Linked DNA regions of Sus scrofa: all the other regions are linked to region 1. Evidence: chromatin contacts called from public HiChIP or PLAC-seq and promoter capture Hi-C data. All regions are on one chromosome and are shown on one strand. Each heading gives the region's core, a stretch centred on a gene start, on an enhancer-like site or on the middle of the called end of the contact. The rest is flanking DNA. Distances are from core to core; before and after follow the strand shown.

Evidence for each region. Promoter capture Hi-C pulls out the DNA fragments that hold promoters and counts their contacts. HiChIP or PLAC-seq counts read pairs in DNA pulled down with a chosen protein or histone mark.
Region 2: a promoter capture Hi-C map of liver shows a contact between it and region 1, with 8 times the contacts expected there. The contact joins the promoter of DDX3X here to the promoter of CXHXorf38 in region 1. A contact is called at or near these places in 3 of 5 promoter capture datasets (fetal liver, fetal skeletal muscle and liver), 2 of 47 Hi-C or Micro-C datasets (embryonic fibroblasts and heart right ventricle) and 1 of 2 datasets of contacts at active chromatin or transcription factors (alveolar macrophages).
Region 3: an H3K27ac HiChIP or PLAC-seq map of alveolar macrophages shows a contact between it and region 1. The contact joins the promoter of GPR34 here to the promoter of CXHXorf38 in region 1. A contact is called at or near these places in 1 of 5 promoter capture datasets (fetal skeletal muscle), 3 of 47 Hi-C or Micro-C datasets (embryonic fibroblasts, fetal heart ventricle and fetal skeletal muscle) and 1 of 2 datasets of contacts at active chromatin or transcription factors (alveolar macrophages).
Region 4: a contact with region 1 is called in an H3K27ac HiChIP or PLAC-seq map of skeletal muscle, with 4 times the contacts expected there. The contact joins the promoter of NYX here to the promoter of CXHXorf38 in region 1. A contact is called at or near these places in 1 of 5 promoter capture datasets (liver) and 2 of 2 datasets of contacts at active chromatin or transcription factors (alveolar macrophages and skeletal muscle).
Region 5: a promoter capture Hi-C map of fetal liver shows a contact between it and region 1, with 5 times the contacts expected there. The contact joins the enhancer-like site here to the promoter of CXHXorf38 in region 1. A contact is called at or near these places in 3 of 5 promoter capture datasets (fetal liver, fetal skeletal muscle and liver), 6 of 47 Hi-C or Micro-C datasets (embryonic fibroblasts, fetal heart ventricle, heart right ventricle and 3 more) and 1 of 2 datasets of contacts at active chromatin or transcription factors (skeletal muscle).

Annotation. Positions count from the first base shown.
Region 1 is chrX:36,350,619-36,353,318 of Sscrofa11.1, forward strand. It overlaps CXHXorf38, which reads right to left and starts at 1,285. Exons shown (of 7, transcript XM_003135023.4): 1 at 953-1,285; 2 at 654-788. The coding sequence starts at 1,168.
Region 2 is chrX:36,988,800-36,991,613 of Sscrofa11.1, forward strand. DDX3X (DEAD-box helicase 3, X-linked) reads left to right here and starts at 1,282. Exons shown (of 17, transcript NM_001246203.1): 1 at 1,282-1,326. The coding sequence starts at 1,282.
Region 3 is chrX:37,305,086-37,307,928 of Sscrofa11.1, forward strand. It overlaps GPR34 (probable G-protein coupled receptor 34), which reads left to right and starts at 1,405. Exons shown (of 4, transcript XM_013986067.2): 1 at 1,405-1,537; 2 at 2,159-2,247. The region is part of intron 5 of CASK (peripheral plasma membrane protein CASK); the gene reads right to left.
Region 4 is chrX:37,078,870-37,081,569 of Sscrofa11.1, forward strand. NYX (nyctalopin) reads left to right here and starts at 1,328. Exons shown (of 5, transcript XM_003360273.4): 1 at 1,328-1,462.
Region 5 is chrX:36,915,085-36,917,900 of Sscrofa11.1, forward strand. No RefSeq gene overlaps it. Among named protein-coding and RNA genes, the nearest start is that of DDX3X, 74 kb to the right of the region's middle. Within about 2 kb of position 1,332, at least 22 of the 83 cell types and tissues checked have an H3K27ac peak or open chromatin away from gene starts, as enhancers often do. A contact at or near this core is called in embryonic fibroblasts, fetal liver and retroperitoneal adipose tissue, where this site is marked.

The sequences.
Region 1 (2,700 bases), core at 35-2,534:
CCTGCTTCCCAGGCACCAAGCCTGCACCTGCTGGAACCAGCAAGTAGACTGACTCCAAAAGTAAATTTGTGTTAGGAGGCTACTTTGACTGCCCCTCCTCACCCCCTACTGGGCTTCTGGCAATTATCAAAGAGTCAAAAAAATTCTTCCATCAGCCTGGCTAGTAAGTCACTTCACCAAGATCTGACAACAGACCCAAAAGCCCCTTTTCATCTGGCTGCCTACCATACCCCTGCCTCCCCCAGATTTTATTCCTTAGCTAGCTAGGCACTTAAGGTTCTTTCTATTTTAGCTTTAACTTCCCCTGACTCATTTTGCCATCCTCTCAGCAACCTACAGACAAAATGAGCTCTTCAGGGGGTTACCCTCAAAAACGCCTTGCCTGCTTCTACCTCTGTGCCTGTGCCCACGATGCTCGCTCTACATCTTGCCCCAGCGTCTCTTGCTGAAATTTTTCACTAAGATGCGTTGGGTCCAATATAACAGCCCGGAACCGCCCAGACACTAGACCCTTGATCAAAAACCCAAATCTCTGTGTCTGCATCTGTACATGGGACCCCAGCTTCCACATAGACCCGACAGACGCCCTGGGCTCCAGGTAACCCCTACCTGGTGCGCCAACTCCTCCTTCCCTCCCAACCGCAGAAGCTTACCTTGGCCACCTCCCAGGCGTCGACCGGCCAGCGGCCCGGCCGGCAGTTTCCCCAGTGGACATCTCCATTTCTGTTGGTGTGATGTTTCAAAATTTCCCGTTTCCACTCTGCGCACACCTGACACTGAGGCTGAAACTATAGGGGTCGGAGATGAGGAGGGACCCGGGAGGGAGGGGCATCTGGGCATCTGAGCCTCATGCACTGCGGTCGGCCCCGCCCCGAGGAAGGCAAGGGACACTGCGCCCGGAGAAGGGAACGGGAAGAGGGACCGTGGTCAAGGCCCGGGACCAGATGCTCACCTGGCGGGCACGCGGGCTGCACCGCGAGACGCTGCGGCAGGTGGCGTGGGGGCCCAGGCCGGGGGCGGCGGCGAGCAGGCCGCGGTGGAAGGCGTGCACCTCGCGGCTGACGAAGCCCTGCAGGCAGCCGCGTAGCAGCAGCAGGCAGTGGCCTGCCTTCACCCAGTTCTTGTACTCGGTGCAGTTCAGGCGCGCGGCCAGCTCGGACAGCACCATATCGGCATCGGGACCCGTGGGCCACGGGGCAAGGGGTGGGGCGCACGGCCATGCGCAGGCGCAGAAGCCTGGGAGCGCCTGGGGCAACGGCGCCGTCGTGGGGCGTGGCCCAGGCCGGCAGTGCCTGGAACCCCGCCCCCGCCCCCCCAGGCGGGGCGTTCTAGTTTCCGGGGCTTATCGGCCCCGCCCCAGCCCTAGGTATCAGCAGACGTGTATCTACTTGCCCAGATAGGCTGTACCTGAAACTCTTACCGCCCTTCTCTGTTCCCCCAAACTGAGTCCTCACCAGCTGACTCAGATTCGACTCTCCCGAAGTCCCTTTTTTTTTTTTTTTTTAATTGTAGAAATGTAGACCGTGTTTAAGGCACAGGCCTTGAATTAAACATGTTCCTCGCCTTACACAATTCTAGGGAGTTTACTTAACAGGTTCCTAAGCCCGCCGATTGGCTGTAGCTTGCTTATCTGGACATTAGCGAAACTCGACCGCTGGGTGCCTGGGCCGCGCACCTGTTACGCGCCTGCACCGTGCCAAGGTGACACAAAGCTCAAAAACACCTGCCATTGGGCCACCTAGCCGAGGCAAACAGGACGACACAATCGCCCCCAGTGAGACAAGGACTTCTTCCACTATGGTCCTGAAGCATGGAGCTTAGGTGGTGATGATTTAGTACCCCTGGTTGTAGGATAATTATAGAGCTCCTTGCATAAGGTAATCTGAGTTAAATTTTAAATAAGTGCCAGGAGGGTCATAAGGCAATGGCTTGTCAACTCCAAATGACAAGGGGTCACCTCAGTTTTAGTTGCTTTTAGTGAGCTTCTTGAGCTTGGAAAACATGTTAAAATTGTGTGTAGTCAAAAGGCTCCGAGGGAAGAGTCTAAGCACTGAAGCCTTCCCCTGACTTTGTGTTTCACAGCGAAGTGTTAGTTTTTAGGAGTGCTAGCTCTGGCCTCAAAATGCTGCTTGTCTTGGCTGTTTGATCTTAAGCAGTCTTAATCTGATCTCAGCAAATTAATTCATTTCTCTGGGCCTCAGTTTATTCATTGGTAAAAGGAAGCCCACCCCACCGGGTTTTTTTGACAGTACACGCTGAAATACTTAGAACAGTGCCTGGCAATAGTAAGTTCCCAGGAAATGTTAGCTATTATTTTATATTGACCTAAATGTGCCCTTTCATCAGTCATATTCCTGGGCAAGGTATTTTAACAAATCACTGGCCACCTGGAAATGTGCAGCACAATGCTAGCTGGCCTCTGCTAATTTTTCCTTAAAAACCTCAACACTAAATCCATCCCAAGTAAATTTCAAATCACTCCCTTAGACACTCTATTCTCATTAAACCAAATGAAAAAGGAAACTCCACAAGGAAGAATGAAATATACATTAACATTTTTCCTTTCTGTCCTTTAAGGTCCCTGAATATAAGTCCTTATAATTTTCTGCGTATTGATTTTATATCAAGAACACTTGGATGAGAGTAAATTGGATTAAAGTAAAATGTAATAGGTATTTCTTCTGAGGAAGAAACCGTGAG
Region 2 (2,814 bases), core at 32-2,531, 640 kb after region 1:
ATGCTGAAGACTTCTTCGGCAGGCCCAGATTGCGCCCAGCCACAAACACTCCCGACTCCCTAGGAGATCCTTTCTCCATCCCCAGGGTCCTCTGGGTTTGAGGGAGGCAGCACCGCGCCAGTGACCACCCGCCCAGAGCCGTTGGATGCCCTGAAGGAGGAAACTCCGGGCCTGGGTGGGCGGAGGGCCGGGGTCCCTGGAGGGTGCGCTACCACCCGCCTAAGTTCAGCGAGTGATTGTCTCATTGTTCCCTCACGGCGGGGGGCGGGGACGCGCGCAGGAGCGCGCTCGCGTGGGGTGGGGGTCGGCGGTGTTGGTAGAACAGGAGGGGCTGTGGCGTTCCTAGGCGGCGGCCCCGCTGCCTAGGCAACCGCGCGGTAAAAGTGTGCCACCACCAGCGCGCGCCGCCAGCCCCTCCACTTCCTCCCCCGGCGAGGTCGCCATCCCGCCCTCTTCCCTCCTCCTTTTCCCTTTCCTTCTCTTCTCCCTCTTTCCTCCTCTTTTCCCCTCCTCCTCCCTCTCTCCCCTCTTCTCCCCTGATTCCGCGCACTCTATTTAAAACGACGGTTTCCTGCTCCCCAAAATGGCCTCCGCGTTCGACACCTGCGATCACATGACCCGTCGTCCCAGGGGCTTTGGGCCTCTCTTTGCCTAACTCCGATTTCGGAGCGGCTGCCCGCGAGAAAGCGAGAGCTGATCAGTTTGGAGAAGTCTCACAAAAGCTCCAAGTCCGGGGGACTGGGAGGGAAAGAAGAGAGAGAGAGAGAGATAGAGCGCGCCCTTGAAAGAAAGGAACAGGGAAAACTAGAGACCTTGGGGAAAGAAAGAGGAAAAGGCCGGGGTTGGATTTTAAGGTCTGCTAGCGGGCGAAACACTGGAGGTGACGAGTTCTCGCGAGACCTCGAGACCTAGACTTAGGCTAGGGTAAGAGCGGAGGACAGGGTAAGTGGAACTTCAGCGAACTAGGACAGTACTTGGCGCTCTGAGTGCCAAGGTAGGACGACGAGCTGGGGACACGACTGACTTGGGAAATCCCGCGAGGTTAGGGCTAAGTGAGCGCGCAGTAGCTAGGCAGAAATCGTAGCGGCGGGAGGAGTGCGGGTGTGAGAGGGAGGGCACACGTCTTACGTGCTGACGTAGCAGTCGTTCGGGCGGGTATATTAGATCCGTGGCCGCGCCGTGCGCCTCAGAGCCGCAGTTCTCCCGTGAGAGGGCCTTCGCGGTTAACCAAACACACTAGCTCAGCAGCGGAAGACTCCGAGTTCTCGGTACTCTTCAGGGATGAGTCATGTGGCGGTGGAAAATGCGCTCGGGCTGGACCAGCAGGTGAGCAGCAAGGAGCCGACCGGGGTCGTTGCCGCTTGAGTCCTTCCCCTGACCTAAACCTGGCTTGTGGCGCAGCGCTAGTCGGCACCCTCAGTTCCCATTTTCGGGGTCCCCCGGGCTGGCGAGTGTGAATGTCCCGGGGCTGTGGGGGAGCGGGAAGGGGACAGGAGTGTAGGTTATGGCTGTCGCTGGGGCCGGGACCCCGGCTTGGCCCGCGGTATTGTCCCCGGGCCGAGCACAATGGCGGCTTTTGTGTATGCGTGCGCTGGCGGGCGGGGGGGGGAGGGGCGCGCGCTCTCGCGGAGGCGCGCGCACCTCGACTGCCTAGTGACCCGCCGGTGTGGGGAGAGGCTGCGCAGAGGTTCGCGAATAGGGGACCTTTTTAAGGCCCGGAGGGCTCAGCCGTGCGCGGCTCGTCAGAGACGCGGGCGGCGTTGGCGCCTGTGTGAGTGGGTGCGCGCGTGCGAGCGGGAGGAGGAACGCGGCCCTGGAATGTGGGAGGGGGCGGCGCGGGGGCGGGAGGGGGGTGGCCTCCGCTCGGGGTAATGGCGGCGGCCTCCTTTGTGTGGTGTCGGGTGGCTGGGCGGCGCTGCGGCCCCCGAGCCGGAGCGGCCCGGCCCGCCGCGGGCCCGGAAGCGAAGATGGAACGGGCATCTTGTTCCTCTCCGGCTTCCTTCCGCCGGCCTTTTTCGCTCCAGCCCGGTTGTCGCAGGCCCGGCGCCGTGGCTCGCGCGGCCGCGTTTCCGGAGTGGAAAGTTTTGTGACGCAGAAGATTCGGGGAGGGGGAGGGGAGGGAGGAACGGGCCGCTGCGTGCGCGGTGGCGCCGGGCTCCGGAGATCGCGGTTGAACGCGGTGGGAAGACGTCAGGGAGGTTCGGGCTCCGGCGCCGCCCGTCCCTCCTCCCTGGCTCCTGATAGTCACGGTGGCGATTTAGCCAGGGCGGCGCGCTGTTTTGGCGGGGGGAGGGGGAGTACCACGGGTTGTATGAGTGTCCTCGGGTCAGTGACGTTTGATCCGGGAGTCGGCCAGAGGAGGAACCCCTGGAATTGTGGCTTACGGAGAAATGATGAACAGTTTTGTTTGCTGCCCGTGGAGTGGAATTTCGAAATAGGTCAGAGGCTCCGGGTCTTTCGTCTTAACTGAAACCCCCTCTTCGAAGGGTTTAGAGGAGTACGCGGGATCTGAGAGCAGAGGGGTTCTGGGCTGCGGTGGCTGGGTATCTGCATCCCTCCGCAACAGTAGGTAGCTTCTCTCTTCAGAGAAGCTCTTTTAAGTGGGATGCTTGTTGCTTTCAAGTAAACTGCCTATCACGAACTCCAGAATTCTGAACCTGAGTGACACAAATGAATTGTTGTATCATATGTTTTTAGCGATGTAACGATCTTTTTTTTTTTTTTTGAGCGTTTTTTTCCCGTTAATGGATCAATTATATTAAATCCTTCAGATTTCTAACGTCCCATGTTAAATGGAGCACAAAGAAATCTGGT
Region 3 (2,843 bases), core at 155-2,654, 950 kb after region 1:
TCCAAGATATTATGCTAGACAAAATAAGCCAGTCATAAAAGGAAAAATACTATGTGAGCTGACTCAAATGAAATATCTAAAGTAGTCAAAACTCATAGAAAGCAGAAAGGTAGTTGCGAAGGGTGGGGAAGAGGGAGTGGGAATTAATGTTTAGTGGATATAAAATTTCAGTTTTGCAAGATGAAAAATTTCTAGATATACGCACAACAATAAGTATATTTAACACTACTGAACAATATAAATATACTTCATAGAGGATAAATATATCAATATAAGTATATCTGCACAATATAAACATACCTGACACTACTGAACTGTACATAAAAATAGTTAAAATGGTTAATTTAATGCCATGTGCTTTTTTTTTACAATATAACACACACACACACACACACGAAATGCCTCCCAGGCCAATTCAATAATCATCTTCCTTCTCAGAAGTTCTAGGGGAAGCAGAGTATTTTTATTCTAGAAATTTAAAAATACTCTGTCCCATGTGTCATATTTATAATAAACTAAAAGCTCTGGAGAATATGATAAAAGAGTGTATGTACCCAGAAATAGTTAGAATATTAGATAAAGCCCAATGAGTTAAATATTATTTAGTGTAAAATAAACAAAGCTGCAGGGTAACAATTACAGAGAATATAAAACTAACTTTTCTTCATTCTAGATGACAACAGAAAAGAGGAAATGACATTAAACTGCAGGGCCAGCAGTTACATAGATGGACAGATAGCGGTTAAATGCTGGACTAGGACCAAAATAAACACTGCAGATTTACTTCATCATCTTCCTTAAAATATAGGAGATATTGCAATTTACTTGGAAGAGTTTATCCTAGTGATAAAAAGGAGAAAATACCATCACAAATTTCATCTAGTCCTAAATTTGTAAGATTATTTTAGAAAAAATAATCCAAAGTCTTAAAAGAATACATGAAAATATACTAAAATAGCATACTGATCAAAGCTCTTACAAATTAAATAATAAAATAATTCATTACTCATGTTACTATAATGCAATACAGGAACACCATTTTATATAAATAACTTCAATTTCTAAAATGAATCCAGAAGGAGAAATTAAATGCTTGTGCTTTAAAAGTCCATGCAGCATATCATGTATTATTTCTAAGGAAAGCTAGAAAATGCGTATTTCTGCTTGGAATTTACAAAACTTCTTTATTTGGGGGGATAAGGGACACTTTCCACAACTGTTCAGGTGGAAGGTATTCATATAAAAGACATAAATAATTTTCTAAAGTTAAAGTGTTCATTTAGCTTATAGATAGAGTTGTTGCATAGTGGTGGGGCTTTTTAATATTTTCACAAAGAGTCTGAGAGCTGTCATACTGAAAAAAGAAAGAAAAGAGAAAAAAACACACCTATTACCACATGCAAATGTAAAAAAAGGAGACAACCCCAACCAATTGCACCACGACCGGATGGAGGAGTCCAGCTGACACACCAAGACGAGTCTCTGTCTCTAGGGAAGCTTGGGGTTCAGCTCCTTTTATTTCGAGAGAACCTGAACTGTGAGTATGCCTTGATTTCAACTGCATAAATGATGCTTTTTTTTTGGTTACAGTTTGATTATCTGGATATTAAAAATGAAACCTGCTTCATGGTGACTAGCAACAGTTGCTTCTAGAACCCTGAGTAAACTGCTTGAATGATACCTCTGCCTTGACTTGACTTGAAATGAGGCTGTGTCTTCTTAGTTACTTGAAGTACTTTAGGATGCTGGAGGTATTTAAGCTCATACTATCATATTGCTACATTGTTTATACTGTATTTTGTATACTGCCACAAAGACTTGAAGATCTACTTGAATAAAAAGTTATTTTCAAATGCAACAAATTTTATTTCCAGAGGATAACTGATCTATAACTTGTTAACTTTAAGTTATGCTGTCTCACTGTTTTCAATAATATTTTTTTCCTATTTTATCATTTCTTTTTTATGGTAATTACCAGACCCATTAAATTTTAAGTTTCATGTTTCAGAAGTTAATACAGTGAATATTAAAAAACAGAAAAAGTGAAATACGCTTTGATAATTCACTTGGATTAAGCAAAAAAAAATTTTAGCCAGTTATACTTGTAACAATACCTAAGTACTACTAAAATGCTTTCAATCTTCATTTTTGTATGCAGCAAGTACAATTTTTGAAGCATGGCCTGAATGATTCAGTCATTATCAAGTCAAACTACAAATGTAAAAGGCTGCTACCACTGCCAAACAGGTATGTATTTTAACATAGCAATATGATGTTTTCACAAACATACCCCAACTGCATTTAAAAAGCTTTTGCTCATTGGAGGTCACAATGGAATCTGCTAGGTCCTGTGTTCCAGTACAGAAGCTCCTATAGGAGCCAGCTGAAAACTACCGCGAGGGGAGGGTGGTGCTGGTGGATACAATGAAACACTAACACAGGGCTGTGAATTTCAGTATTTGTCAAGTAACAACATTAAAAACCATTAACCATCTTCTATCAGAAAGCCACTGTGACCATTTCACATGAGTCCCAACTAATGTCCCCTGGGAAATTGGTCCACTATGTGAACGCAGTAGTTTGTTTTTTAAATTCCAATTCTTAACAAATCAAGTAAGTAGTTTTTAAAACATCAATAAATGGCCTTAGGAACAGTCAGTGACTGACACATTGTAAAGGAGGCAAAAATCAGCCACTTGTTCAATCTGTGAATTTATTAATAAATGACTGGACCCTAGCCATCCAATGCAGGGTTCTAAATGATGGACTCTATTACTATTTAAACAAATTCACTGCTTTTGCTTTGTTCTCTTTGAGCTTGAAAATAAAGCAAAACCAGAACG
Region 4 (2,700 bases), core at 78-2,577, 730 kb after region 1:
TGATTCATTGCAAATATGGTGATTTCCTCATTCTATCACTTCCACATTTATTAGCTGTGATTTTTTTTTTTTTGTCTTTTTAGGGCCACACCTGAGGCATATAGAGGTTCCTAGGCTAGGGGTCAAATTGGAGCTGTAGCTGCCAGCCACAGCCATAGCCACAGCCACAGCAATGTGGAATCTGAGCCACGTCTGAGACCTACACCACAGCTCACGGCAACGCCGGATCCTTAACCCACTGAGCAAGGCCAGGGATCGAACCTGCATCCTCATGGATACTAGTTGAGTTTGTTAACCACTGAGCCATGAGGGAACTCCTAGCTGTGATTCTTTTTTGGCCGCGCCAATAGCATGTGGGGAGTTTCGTGGGCCAGGGTTGACGAGGTGCCACAGCTCAAACTGAGCTGCTGCAGTGACAATGCCAGATCCTTGACCCACTCTGCAAGGGAACTCCTAGCTGCGATTCTTTTATTAGGAAAAACTTTCTCTCAACTGGTATATTTAATTACCTTGAAATACAGCCCATAAAGGAAAGACAAGGTAAATTTCCTTTTAGTTATCACCTTTCAAAATAGTGCCCTAGTAACCTCCACCGTCTACTGATGAGAGTTTTTCACAAATCACTATAAACTCATAGATTTAACAAATACATTTATTTCATTTGATGCGTTTCAACTCATTACATTCACTATTCTTATTGATGCTTGTCCCAGCTTTGGCCAGTGGAACCACTCGACTTTCCTTCTACTCAAATATCTTTGATGTCCTCTCTTCTGTCATAATAAGATGTTCCAGGATCATGTTGTACTTTGCCTGCCTCAGACCTGGAAGCTGCCTTTTCTTCAAGGAGCTCTGGTTTCTTTTTCCGAGAGATGAGAAGAGACCTAGTTTTGATGCAATGTAAAGAGCCGTGATTTCAAAAGAGGCTCTGAGGAGGTGTATCTTTGGGCAGCGTTTGTTGAGTGACACAGCAGGAAGGGACCCTAAGCCAGCTCTTCACTTACAGATGAACAAACAGGGTGTTAGCCACCATCAGAGCTACATGGCCGGGTCAGGAGGGCAAGGCTCTGGCAGACCCTCCCTGCGGTGTGACCTTTGGCAGGTCAAGCCCTCGCCCTGGCATCCCTTCCAGCCGGATATTCTGCGGCTCCAGGTGCGTGACTAACGTTTCCGGCACAGACGCACCCTGGGACTTTCCCGGCCCTGCCCCGCCCCGCGGAGCTGGAGAGAGTGGCGTTCGGGGGCGGGGGAGGGGGAATGGGCGGGGCCCCCGGCCTGGGAGCCGCCCCGCCCGGGCTCCAGAGCCTCAGCGCCCCCTGGCGACTGCGCTGGGCAGGGCGGGGCTGCTCGGGGGCGGGGCTCAGCGCCCGGCGGCTCCGCCTCTTCGCCCCCAAAGGGTGGGGCCGGGAACGGCGGATGTCTGCAGGAGCTGCAGAGGTTTCGCAAGGACGTGACCCTAAGGGTAAAAAACCATTGTGTCACGCGTGGTTGCTAACCGGGGTTAGCGAGCTGAACTAGTTCTCTGACGCCTGGGGAGGGAGGGGTCCAGGGAGGGCTGGGCCGAAACATCCAGATTGCCCCTCCATTAGCGCGGTGGCACACCCTGCTCCCCGCCCCCCCGGGGGGGGAACAGAAGAGGGCGCGAGCCCGCACCCCCTCTGTGCCCCAGCCTGTAGTTGGGGCGACACTATTCCTCCGGAGGTCAGCGGAATGAAGGCAGAGTTTTTCCGCCCTTTTCCTCTTCCCAATTCCAGAACCGGGCCCCATGGAGCTGGGTTTCGATTGGAAGGTGGAAATGAAAGGATGGGAGAAGCAGGGTGGTTCTCTCATAGAGAACAAAGGAGTTGGGTGCATTAGCCACAGACTGGGTTCAGCCAAGGTAGTTTAGGGGTGCCTGGCAGTATGGGGGTGGCTCTCTCCCAGTGGGGGTGGCCACGGAGATGGGGATCGATCGATCGTGTCCCTGTCTTACTAGGGCCCCAGAATAACCCAGGAACTGGGATGCTGGAGGACTGGGTCCTAGCTCTACTTCCTTTTAACTGTCACCCTGGGGAGCAGGTCACTTAACCTTTGTGGGCCTCACTTTCCCAACTTGAAGAATGCTGGTCTGGACTAGATTCTGGAATAGTTTCAAGTACTGTAAGGCATGGGGAGTGAGGGTGTCTGTCCTAAAACTGTGGAGTCAGAGAAAAAGGCTGGGCCAGGGGCCAAGGCTATCACACCCCAGTCCTCTTTCTGTAGCTCCCCATTCCCCATTCGCACTTGGGCTTCGTTAGCAAACACTTGTGCACCGCTGTTGCGTGCCAAACGTAGGCTCACCCCTGATGTTTGTAAGACCTGGGGCAAGTGTACACACGAAGGACCACATACCATGTGTCTAAATATTTAAAAGTTATAAATCAAGCTAACAAACTCTTAAATAAAATGCATTCTATCCTCCTACCTTGACAGATATACCTACATAAAAATAACAATCTGGAAGATCAGGTTCAAGTTTGGAATTCTTGTATTCCTCCACATTCTAAGCTAGAACGTGGTGGCACAGAGAGTAACTCCAGCTCAAGGGCTGTGGTGTGGCTTCCTGCTCTTCCTAACCTGTGTCCACCCCACACCCGGAGGACCCTTTCCCACTGCCCTTTAAGAGGCCACTTATGGACAGTGGTGGCACAGTCTACTGCTCCCCACCCCCCCACCCCCAGG
Region 5 (2,816 bases), core at 82-2,581, 560 kb after region 1:
GTACACACTGGTTCTGTGCACAACCTCCTGTACCCTCTCTGTTTGGCCAGCTCTTCCTGCCATCTATTTACCCCCGGGTCAATCAGCAGTGATTGATTTATTTGGCCAGGCCTGTGACACGTGGAAGTTCTAGGGCCAAGGATCGAACCCGCACCACAGCAGTAACCAGATCCTTAACCCACTGAGCCACAAGGGAACTCCAATCAGTAGGGTTTAAACTAAGCACTGCACTAAGCCACAAAGGAATGCCACAGAGGGCCAGGCCGGGCAGCCTCCCACAAGGGGCCCAGGGCTGTCCCCGGGCTCAGCTGTGGGGACTGACAATTGTCACGGTCATCAGAGTGACTTTCTCACCCAAGTCCTTTGCTTCCGCCTCCTCGCTCCACCCCTTCTACCCACACGTGGGAGGAGGGGCTTTACTGTCTCCCAGAATCCCCTCTCGCACCTCAGGCCCAGGGGTCCAAGATAAAAATCTCTTGAAAATATTAGCCATTTCCACTGGTCCCTAGTCGAAGCCAGTCACCTTCTAAGGGGGCCGCAGGGCAGGATGGGTCCCTCTCCCAGTGTATGGCCTGACCTTCGCATGGAGGTTCCAGTGAACCCCACCAGATCCTGCCACCCAGCCTAGGGCGGTGCCCCCAACACAGGCCCTCCACGCCTGGAGCCCTCAGAGCAGCAGCCTGGGAGGCACGGAGCCTTGCTCTCTAGCGCCGCTCACAGCACCCCAGGATCTCCTACTGAGCACTCCCTCCCGGTCCCAGACCCCCTACATCAAGATCAGGAGTGTCCCATGCACTTCGCAAGCACGAGGGCTGGCTGAGTTCCCCGGGGGAGCCCTGGTGGCAGGAAGGGCCCCTCCCAGGCCACAGCAGGGGTCACAGCTCTTTGCTACCCACGGGGAACCAGCTGGCTGAGGCTCCTGCCGCATCACAAGCAGCTCTTCAAAAGTAGGCAAGGCCCTGGAGCTCTGCTGTGCAAAGCATCGACAGCCTCCGTCGCCTTGGCAACCGCCTCCCCCGCCCCCCACAAGGTCGCCTGGGCACTGCGACGGGGGTGTGGTGCCCTCTAGAGGCCGCAGGCCGACACAGCGGGGGACCAGGACCGGGTGGGCGCCAGAGAGCCCTTCGCGCGCGTGGGAGGCAAAGACCAAGGTGCTGGACCAAGGCGGACGGAGAGGGGAGCGATCTGTTCAAGGTCACGGGGAGACAGATCCAAGCCTTCCTGAGCCAGCCTTTTGGCATTCCGCTGCCGCTTGTCAAGGAAGGAAAACAAAACCTCCCTCACAGGCTCGTACCTCCGGGGAGCTGATGAAGCTTAGCGGCAGGATCCCTCATTTTGCAGAAGCCCCTTGACGGGGCCCCAGCAATGCAGTCACGTGCTCGTCCGTGTTGCCACAGTGTGCGGAAGCAAATTGCACATTGGTTAAGATCTGTATTGAATTGTCATTGGTTAAGATGGCTCTCTCCCCACCCTGGTCAGACTTCCCCTCAGGTCCTGACACCTGGGAAGCTGGCGGAGAGGAAGGTGAATTGGGGATACACTCTACTGAGCCCTCAAGGGGATCTGTTTACATAGGCGGTTATTACTGGCCACCCCGGGGTAGGAATGACTTCCAGGAATAATCCCACTGCCCACCTGGCATCATGACTAGAGCAGCTGGGATGTGGGAGGAGGCGGAGGAGAAACAAGGTTTGCAACGCACAGAGCCGGAAGCTGGTCTGTAGGAAGTTCTCCCCATCAGCAAAAGCCTAAACTTAGGAGCAGCTCAAAATGGGAGTTTTTCCTGTCAGGCGGATCATCAATAATGCAGTGACTATAATTGCAAACTCCCCATAAAATGAAATTGTTTTTCAAATGTGTCCATATATAACCAGTAGAATCGATTCTGGCGTGGAGAAGTAAATTGCAACAACATTTCTTTCAGATCATACCAAAAGAGAAAGGGAGAAATTTTGTTTTTTCTTTTTTCCGGCCGCGCCCAAGGCAAATGGAAGTTCCCAGGCTAAGGGTGGAATTGGAGCTGCAGCTGCTGGCCTACACCACAGCCACAGCCAGGGCAGATCCGAGCCACATCTGCAACCTACACCACAGCTCAGGGTAACGCTGGATCCTTAACCCATTGAGTGAAGCCAGGGATCGAACCCACATCCTCATAGATACTAGTCAGATGTGTTTCCATCAAGCCACCACGGGAACTCCCAGAAATTTTGAATAAAGGTAATATGTGGGTTTGGAGATTGTTTCATCATCTGCTTTAAAAAAAAAAAATGGAGTATGTGAACACTTTGGAAAAATATTTAATTTCTTGCTGATTTGACCAAAATACCAACAATGGAAATAACATAAACCTCATAATAGATCTCTACATGTCACTGAGGTCAATTTGGCTGAGTACTGTCAATTCAGAGTATTTCAGACGGTCTCTAAACATATTCAAATCCTTGATAATGCCCAGAAATTTTACAACTTTTGTATGAAAAAAAAAACTTAACAGTTTCCCCCCCCATTTTTTTGGGGGGGTGGGAGAGTCTTTTTAGGGCTGCAGCTGCAGCTTATAGAAGTTCCCAGGCTAGGGGTCAAATTGGAGCTGCAGCTGCCGGCCTACACTGCAGCCACAGCAGATCTGACCCACATTTGCAACCTATACCACAGCTCACGGCAACACCGGATCCTTAACCCACTGAGCCAGGCCAGGGATCGAACCTGCGTCCTTATGGATACGAGTCAGGTTCGTTATCACTGAGCCATGATGGGAACTCCAAGTTTTCCCCAAATTTGACGGCAGTCTTAAAAATGTGCACAGCATTACTAATAAC